Regions from separate parts of the Anser cygnoides genome. Here region 2 is linked to region 1. The links are chromatin contacts, called in public Hi-C maps. All regions are on one chromosome and are shown on one strand. Each heading gives the region's core, a stretch centred on a gene start, on an enhancer-like site or on the middle of the called end of the contact. The rest is flanking DNA. Distances are from core to core; before and after follow the strand shown.

Region 1 (4,755 bases), core at 1,426-3,925:
TTGGAAGAACGATGAAAATGTAGTGCAGAATGAGTGCAGTGCACCTAAAGGCTGCACAAAATACTGAGGTTTGCACAATAAATGTGTGCTACTAAGAGTACTACTCTTTTCTTCGATAATGTGTACATATAGTAAAAATAAACTGTTTTAGGAGTCATAAATTTTTCATCCATTTAGTTTTGTTTTAGGAGTCATAAATTTTTCATCCATTTAGTTTATGCTTTACTATGTTTAACGTATATATATATTTGTATTTACTCATACAAAGCTTTTTTTATATCTTGTGATGCTGAGTTTACAGCTCAGATGTATGATGACTTTAAATAATTACTTTATCACTGCAAAGTACGAAATGGCTTTTAATTCTTGTTGGCAAGTGCAGAACCCTGCAGGATAATAGGACCTTCTTTCCCCTCCTTTGTTTGCCATTGACTCATTATGTGACTTAGAGCAAATTGCTTGTGTGAATGGTTGATAAGTACTTCAGTCAGCATGTTCATAAAGGTGTGAGGTGTAATTAATATTAGTCTGGCAGCTATTCACTTCCAACTATTTATGCCATTTATTCTGTGTAGAATACATCGTATATATACTACAAACCATAACATTAATTTATGTGCTGTGTTTTATTGCAGAGCACTGGATACAGCTTTAGTCCCATATATCCAGTAAATGAGAGATTCAATTCTATTTTGTTTATGGATCACTGAACATAAAACATTTATTCTTGGTGATGTTTTCAATAAGAGAATACCATCAAAATTCACAACATCTAATTGCAGTGGACCAAGCATCACATGCTTGTTATATATATTGTTCCATCTGTTGTTTGGGAATGTCTCATGGAACTAAAGAAGCCTCTCCTTGCAGGCAGAAAGAGTTACACAGCAAGAGGATCAACATCAAAAGGTACCCAGTTAAAAAACTGGAGATTAGACAGGGCTGCAAAGTCAGTTATTGCCTAGAGCCCTCTTCTTGGCTGTGTTAGCTATGTCTATATTGTGTGCCTTAGGAGTGCTTTTCAGCTCCCTGAGTGTGTGTGCCTTTTCTACACCCAGAATTGGGGTGACATCTGAATTCCCACCAGTTATTCATCTCTACCCTACCTGGTTTCCATGCAGGGAAACCGCAGCCAGAAAAGGAGCAGTAAGACGGTCTGACAATATTACATTTTTCACACCATTTTTTTAGTCATTGATGACCATAAATGTTTCACATTTAATGGGAGCATATGACAGAAAAGATTTAATTGTAACCAAAATGCTTAAATACTGAACTCAAGGTAAGAATACTTTAAAACAACTGCACATGTTGGAGCTAAACCAGTTTAAAAGGAAAAACACAGCTTTTTTTTTTTTTTTTTTTGCATGTCATTATTTGGATTCCTGTAAACGCCAGTTGCCCTGGTTTCAGACCCTGTTGTCGTAATCTTTACAAGGACACAAAGAAAAGTTTGTCCTTACTCCCAAAAGCTTACAGTCTAAAGATACCATAAGCAACAGCAGATGGAAATGGCTAGAAGAGAGCACCTCAAGAAAATGAAATAGTACTTCTTAAAATGCATTGTTTACTACACCAACTAAGATTCTCACATGGTGTTCTGAACTGCACTACAAAGAAAAAGCAGAGTGGTTGTCTTCCACCTTCTGATAAGAATAAAGGAACACGACATAATGATCGAACAAGAATATATACTGATGCTTACTGATGTACAATGTATGGCTGCAGTTGGTGCAATTCTGGTTTAGTCTTCAGAAGCAGATGGTGAATGGATCTTTTGCTCTTGAGATAAATCCTGAAGCAGGGATATTTGCTACCAAAATTTGTTTTTGCTTCGTGTTCCTTCACTGTTTATTCCATATTTAAATGACTTGAATGCTGGCTCGGGGTCATCGATAATGCCTGCTCTTGTTTCTTTCATGTTACAGGTAGCTTGGTTCAACCTCACTTGTGGTTTTTGTGTTTGTTATCATTGCTTTTTCACCTTAAAAAGCTTGACTTTAGTCCACACAGAATGGACAAATCATGTTAGAAAACAGTTTGCCTTTTACTTTATTTACAGAATTTTTTGCTAACCAGCATAAACAAAGTCTCGGGCATCTTGCCATCCTATTCTAGACAGGATTTTAATAAGTGCAGTAAGGTCAAGATTTTTTGTTTATATTATGAAGTGGGTTGTTTGGGAAGTGGGTTTTTTCTTTTTTATTTGTTTGTTTCTTTTTCTTTTCTATTTTTTTTTAATCTGCATGGCTTTGTATTCTTTATTTCAAAAGTGTTTTCTTATCCTGTGAATAAGAAACTACAACTCACATTGTGCAAATTTGCATTTTCAGATAAAAGAAGATACGGATATGTGCTAGCTGGAAGAGTCATGTTCCAATACTTGACTTATAGGAAAAAGAGTATGCTGAAAGAATAATGAAGTCTGACATGTATGTAGGTATTTACCTTAGTTTATGTGTTGGGAAGAGCATGTTTGGAAGAGCATGAGTGTTGTTGTATTTTATTCCTTCCTGCATACCAGGCCTGGCATGCTCAGGAAAAGAATCTCTGGTTAATTTTTATTACTTACTACGATGTAGCAGGCCAGTGGTTGATGAAGGCTCTCTGATGTTTCACTGAAACAAAATGTTTCAGTTACATGCAAAAATATCATAAAATACACTTCTTTCAATAAAGCTGCACCCCTACTGATTAGCTAGTGCCCTGAGACCTAGTGATAGTGCAGCCTTCTGCCTTAAACTTCTAGACACATCCCTCTTCCACACTACACTTCTGTGACAAACCAGCGCTTTGCAGCTGATGGCTGCTAGATGCACATATTCATTTATTAATGTATTTCAGGGAGGGAAAAAAAAAAAAAAAGGTGAAAGAAGATGAGAGCTTAGGACTGGAAAAAGAAAGCCATAAGGTGACTGTGGGAGCAGCCCCAGAGCTGAGAGCAGGGTGAGCTGGAGTGCTCTGTCAGGAGATCAAAACAAGTGGGTCCACCCTCATAATCTGCTTCTTGCACAACCCCTGACAGGGCTGCATGTGAATGTGAAAAGGGGTGAAAAGAGGACAGGCTGCTGACTTACACAGCAGTCAGAGGAGATAGACGTGAATGTTAGACTTGGCTCCTGCAGATGGTACACAGAATAAAATAACAAGTATAGAGTACAGAGCAAGCAAGCTGATTCTGTATCAGGATGCAACATTTAATAATTACCAGGTCAAACTCCTGCCTTCTTGTGTTTTGAATATTGAGGTATAAAAATAATACATGCAAAATAGGATTTCTGGACGCTAGGTGTGAGCAAGATTTTTAAAGTATGTTTGTTTAAATACTGCTACAGCAGATGTAATACAGATCGTGCCATCTTACTAAGTCACAGGAGTTCAAAAGTTGAAAATGGCTTTTTAGGGTTGCTGTATATAAATAAATGTCAGAGAAGATGGATAAATTCTTTTTTCTTGAGGCTGAAGGACCTTCTCAGACCCCAAATGACAGAAATTTCATCTTGCTCCCCAGAAAACCCTTCCAGAACATGCTGTGACTTGTAGTGTTGATGTCAGTCTGAAAAGCTTTCCATCCTGAGTTGAATGTGAAATCGTGATGTATTCTCTGCCACACATCCACCTGAAGCACAGTGCAGTGCCTTCTACCACCAGTGTTTTCTGTGCAATTATTTTGCCAAAAGGCACCTCGCATACTCAGAACAAGTCTTGGTCACTGTGCCATGTATGAGAGCAAATATTAATTCAAAGTTGTAAACAAACTTGGCTGGAGCAAGTGCAGCATTTGGTTCAGGAAGCTTTGAAAACAGTTTTGTTACATGGAGGACTTGCAATTTATGAGCTTAGAAAACACAACTGAGAAAACACAAATGTTTTTGACAGAATTTTGGAATGATCAACTCATTTGTAATCAAAGAAGGATCTTGTGAATTGTAAATAGTGCTAGAGTGGAAGCTGCCAGGGAAAACAGGTGCTCTTCTCCGTTACTGAAACACCTCTGTGTCAGCAAGGCAGGACTGTCCCTTCTCTTTGCTATTTTTGTGTGTGGTGTTTTTGTTTGTTTGTTTGTTTGTTTTGCTTTTCTCTTTTCTCTTTAAGCATAGATATCAAAGGGAAGAAGTAATTAACTGACCAATTCATTGCTATGACTACTGAACAGTCCTGTTTAAAGAGAAATCTTTGAGAAAAAGCACGCAGTTATTGGTTGCTGATTGACAATAGAAAATCATATAAACAGACATTCTTCTTCAAAAAGTGTTGTCTGCTGCTCTGCTCCGATGGGGTACTGTAGCTTTGCTTCATCATCACTTAGATTGTGTACTGTTCCTGGGGAAGTACAGGGAAGGAGGAAAGATACCAATGGAGAAATTAAAAAAGTTAGGTAAATAAAATCAAAGCCATTGATCACTCAGGGATTTCAGCCCAGCTGTGCTAGGAATGTGCTGTATAACTCTGAACATGCCATTGCATCTGTTGGCACCTCACACCTTTATTTGATTTAGGGCAGAAGTTTCAGATTAGTTGAAGCCAATCTAGGACATGCAATAATGCTGCGAAAAGGGACATTCCTCCCCCTCCCCCTTCTTAATCACACAGTAAAATTGATCTAGCTAAAAATTAGTATTTAATGGAGTCGGTAACTTAAACAAGCCATGTGTGTTGACAGATGGTTGGTGGTGCTAGGAAAATGGATGGACTGGGAATGAGCAGCTAGCAGAAGGAAAGGTTAGACAACCGCCCCTGGCAGCAGTGACATTC
Region 2 (4,755 bases), core at 1,168-3,667, 450 kb after region 1:
CAAATGAGCCCAAAGGTCAGATATTATAATAAAAAATGTAAATATGCAGGAGTGCCATTTTCTGAAATTAAAATTTCTTTTAACTAATTCATTTCCTTTAAAATGATCACTAAAATTGGTGTCTGGAACGTAAAGCCATCCATTTTCTTACACAACAGGTAGGCAGCAGAACTACAAATGGATCTGGAAGTCTCAATGCTTTTCTGAGAAGACTGGTTTGAAAAGCAACTCATGATCCTGATCTCTCTGCCCCAGTTAAAAACATTAAATGTATACAGAATAGAACTGAACTAAGACTATGTGTATATATATATATGGTCTTAAATATACATACATATATCTTAAGATCTTTTTAAATAGGTATACTTCAGACCAGGACACCTCCATCACATTGAGTACATTGGACTGGGTTAGACGTCTTGCTACCAGTGTCCATCTCCATAGCCTTTGCTTGTCTGATTGCCGCTAGCGTCCTACCACTGTATTATGTTACATGACAAATTTGTATTTAATTTTATACTGTATGTTCTATTCTGGTATTTCTGTTACGATTAAATTGAGTTCAAGACAGTCCCTTGGCTGAACAGAATGAAAGGGTCTGGAATGCTCCTTTGTACCACACCATTTCAGTTGCTCTTCGACAGAGTATCTATCTGCCTAATAACTGCAGAGTTTGGTGTCTGCTCTCCCAGATCCTTGCAATCCTCAACACCAAAAATCTCTGACAAAGACAGATGCATTTGCTGCATCATTCTGCAAGGTACCGAAATGGTCCATATGGATACCCCCCGTGAGCAGGATATCAAAGTAAAGCGCTGGTTCTCAGCCTTGGCACCAGCTGATGCCACCCCCTCACTTCTGTGCCCTGCAGGTCTGCACACACTGCCTCCTTGCTCCCCCAGTCACCCTCAGCGTCTTTGTGCCCTGCTTTTTCTTGTCTGTGGGGCTGCTCCTACTGCTTCTCCTCCCTTTCTTACCCACACAGTGGCTTGTGTTACCACCACTTCCCCCGGCTGCAGCCAGGACGACTTCTGGCCCCAGATGGAAAATATATTTGTATGAGTCTGCCCTGAACCATCTCTGCAGAGCTGGCATGAGTCCTGCCTCTCCCATCTCTCCTGTATTACAGGCGTTCATTAGTTGGGAACCTGTGCAACAAATTCTAACACCCTGCTGGGATTTACTCTCCTTGTCCTAAAATAATAGCAATTAAAAAAAAAAAAAGAGAGAAAAAAAAAAAAGCTATTATCTTTTCCATGGAATTCATCATGTATTAATAGGATGTATGTATGCACTGACTTCTCACTACCCCAGTGCTTGTGGAAACTTCTTGTGTTCTGGGCAGCCACTACTAGTGGTACATCTTCAAGCCTTAAATACTGCACAGAAAATAATGAGGCAGCTTAGAAATTCATGAAATGGGAGAGCATTACATAGCTGATAAATTAAGGCAATCAAGGAAAATCATAATTGAGTTTGGGCTTGGATTACTTTGTAGAATTAAGATATTTCAAATGTGTTTCTCACAAAATAACTGCAATGCACCTGAGATGATACTTGATAAAGGATGTGAAAAATAAGGCAGAAAAGTATTAGGTGTTCTTTCAACATAATAAAACAGGATCTCCACTGATCCCAAAATACTCGGTACTGTTACTGATTTCAACAGTGTGACTTCCAAAAATAGGCTTTGTTACACAGGCCTTCTTGCTTGTCTCTAGCCTAAGAATGGTTACTCTGATTTTTGGAATATTTTTTTGCCTGTTAAGAAGTTTAAGTGAGAGGAAAGTCTTTGTAAGTGCTGTTGCCTTGCCCTGAGTTTCTTGCATAGTATTTTTTTATTCTGTCCATGTCAACAGCTGTACTGGGCCATGTGTCAGGTGTCATGCTGTGAAATCTATGCCTGTTTTTTTTCCATTGTGCAAACTGAAGTTTTCATTAAAAAAAAAAAAAGTACATTGTTAAAAGTTGTATTCCTGTTTTATTTGATATGGGCATACTCGGCTGTTTTTCTAGATCACTCGGAAGAGTAGAAGATGGGATCACTTCTTATGACAACTGCTGTTAATATTCGCTGCATTTCCAAAATGACATAGACAAATTGCTATAATAACCTCATATATCTGATTTCTATGCCATTCCTACCTCCAAATATGCATTCTAAATCGTGAATTGTTTTGTCTGCAGCAATTTTTACCCCAGAAGTTTCAGAGAATGTAGCAGTACTTAACTCTTTAAGGAGTGTCTTCACTGTAGTCCAGTGTTGAATGTACTGCTGTCTATGCAGGTAATTACTAAACAGTACAAAACTGCGTTGTCATTTAAGCGTCTTTAGTGTTTGTTTGTCCTGTAGGGCAGTGAGGATTTCAAACTCTGATATGTATTTCTGCAGCTTTATTATTACCATTGCCTACCTTTTCTGTAGGAGAAAAAAAAAAAAGTGAAACGTCAAAGTCACTGTTACCAAAGTCTTATTTAAATATCTGTATTGATTGACTGGGGTGGTCAGCTGCTGTTTATGAGACTACAGGAGGCTCAAAAGTGAGTCCTGTAATTTATCTTAGAAAAAAACTAAACCATCCATTTTAAACAATATTTAAACTCTATTTGATCCCAGGAATTTGGGGTGGCCAGTATGTTCTACACACATCTTATGAATCTTGGACAAAGTTATTATGAATATGTTTTATTTTTAATGTGGAATAGAACATTTGCTGACTGGGCCTATGCCACATACTTGTCAGAGTGAAGAGTAATTAACTTTAATGACTGTACCAGATAACGTGGAAAGTCCTCAAACAGGAAGAAGGAACAGAAATTAAAAAAGAATGGCAGTTTCAGAAGGGCTCACAGAGAGAACAAGAGGAAGATTTACAAGGTCTTTCAAAAGTTTTGAATAGGAAAGGCACTTTTCTGAAGCAGGAGAAAAGGGACGTGATTTGACTGTGGGACCCTACAATGTAAAGAAAGCCACCTTGATTTTGAGGAGGAGCAGTGAGATACAAAAAGAAGCCTATAGAAATGCTAGAGTGTGTCTGATGTACTGCCAAGTAGTACTGCAAAGTGCTATGGAAACCAGGGATTGGAAAATATGGTCGAGGCTTATTATTCTGTGCACAATTGTATATTTCTTTTCTGAGCTTAGTGCAGAGTCTCTTGTTTTGGAGTTCAGTACAAAGTCTGCATGGTCATGACCTCTGCCTTGCACAGCCGCCCAGACACTTGGCACGGCCTGATCCTGCCCAGCTGTAAGCACCTAGCAGGGGCGCCTCACTTGGAGCCCTGCTAACCTAGGCTCTCTCAGGAGGCAGAGGAGCAAGATAGGCACTCTGAAGTGGAAAGTCACATCTTGGGGGGACTGAATTGCTCTCTGGAGGCTGCCTGCCATGACCATCATCCAGTGTAGGTGCTGGGTGTGACCTGCCCAGGCCTTTGACTTCTAAAGGCCAAAGTACCTCCAAAGCTGGAGCTGTAGAAAAAGATTCATGATGATCGCTGGCAACTGTGGCTATAACTGTACAAGTAAACAGTGTGGGGTCTGTTCCCAGGGACTGGGGCTCTACCATCTCTATCACTGTTTAGCAGGAACAGCGCCTTGCCCAGGATGAGATTCCCGAGCCCCCATTGTGCAGTGTACAAGTTTGGTTTTGAGGGTAAGGGAGTTTTCTGGAACAAATACTGGTTCTTCCAAGCAGGTTAACCTCGGTGCCAAGAACTGGTTTCAGAAGAGTTTAATTTATCTGTATTGAAATGTACTTAATCTATGAAACACTTGGAAATCAGCTCAGACTTATTTGCATTATGGGCTTGCACAACCTACAGTTACTCCCTGTCCAGGTCACTCTGCTAGTACCAAACTGCAAAACCCGTATATGTTTTGCTTCAGTTTGGCCAGCTGTTCTTCCTTTAGGAAGGAACCCTTCCCAGGCACTGGCTTTTTGCTTGTCATACCCTAGAAATCGGGTACCACAGCCCAGCCACTTTCTGGTTTTGGCAAGTAGCACCGTGGGTCTGAAGATATGTGGAAGTTTGTGCAGATAACAAGAGGAAACTGTCATCAGCACTTGGAGGAGTGGGGTGACTGAGTTCACTGTGATATTAGAATGTTCTGTTCATCTGAGTTAATTATTAAATAATAAGCACATTATTTAAACTATTTTTCTTTTGCTGGATATTTCAGGGTGGAACTAGTTTTAATTCATTAATTTATTTTCCCCATTGTTCTTTTAGTACCATTCTATTTTCTAACAACTGTTTTGAGCCAATTTTTTAGCTCCGTTGCATAACTGAGTTCATCATCAACACTGAAGATATACTAATTTACATTAGTTGAAAATATGGTGATTTCTTCGGTCTTAATAAGTTTCTTTTTATTTTTCTGCCCCCCTTCCCCCTGTATTTATTGTATGACATTTGCTGTTTTCGCTGACCTCTTTTAACTGCAAACAATCTGTCACTGTAGGGATCGTAGCGCTACGTGATTTAATGTTGCTGTTAACTCTGCAGACCAGAGTTGAAATTCTTTGTGTTACTTTCATAGACTGTATCATGCTGAGTGTCTTTAATCAGATTGCAAGCTGCTATCATGTTGCTGTGTCTAAGCATTAATTAGGCCTTCAGAGGCATAAATAATTTTAATAAGTTTAGGTAAATTTTAGTAACTTGGTAAGGAAAGGCATCTTTTATGGATCAGATAACTGAAACAGCATGGGCTATTTTCCAGAGCAGAAGCATATGCAGTTAAAGAGGTTTGAT

The links. A called contact is a pair of places that touch in the nucleus more often than the background predicts.
Region 2: a Hi-C map of liver shows a contact between it and region 1, with 4 times the contacts expected there. The contact joins two enhancer-like sites. A contact is called at or near these places in 2 of 7 Hi-C or Micro-C datasets (both in liver).

The regions. Positions count from the first base shown.
Region 1 is chr3:24,452,631-24,457,385 of Taihu_goose_T2T_genome, forward strand. No RefSeq gene overlaps it. Among named protein-coding and RNA genes, the nearest start is that of CNIH3, 17 kb to the right of the region's middle. Within about 2 kb of position 2,676, at least 1 of the 3 cell types and tissues checked has open chromatin away from gene starts, as enhancers often do. A contact at or near this core is called in liver, where this site is marked.
Region 2 is chr3:24,898,989-24,903,743 of Taihu_goose_T2T_genome, forward strand. All of the region lies in intron 3 of LOC106031534 (a long non-coding RNA gene), which reads left to right. Among named protein-coding and RNA genes, the nearest start is that of PPP2R5A, 11 kb to the left of the region's middle. Within about 2 kb of position 2,418, at least 1 of the 3 cell types and tissues checked has open chromatin away from gene starts, as enhancers often do. A contact at or near this core is called in liver, where this site is marked.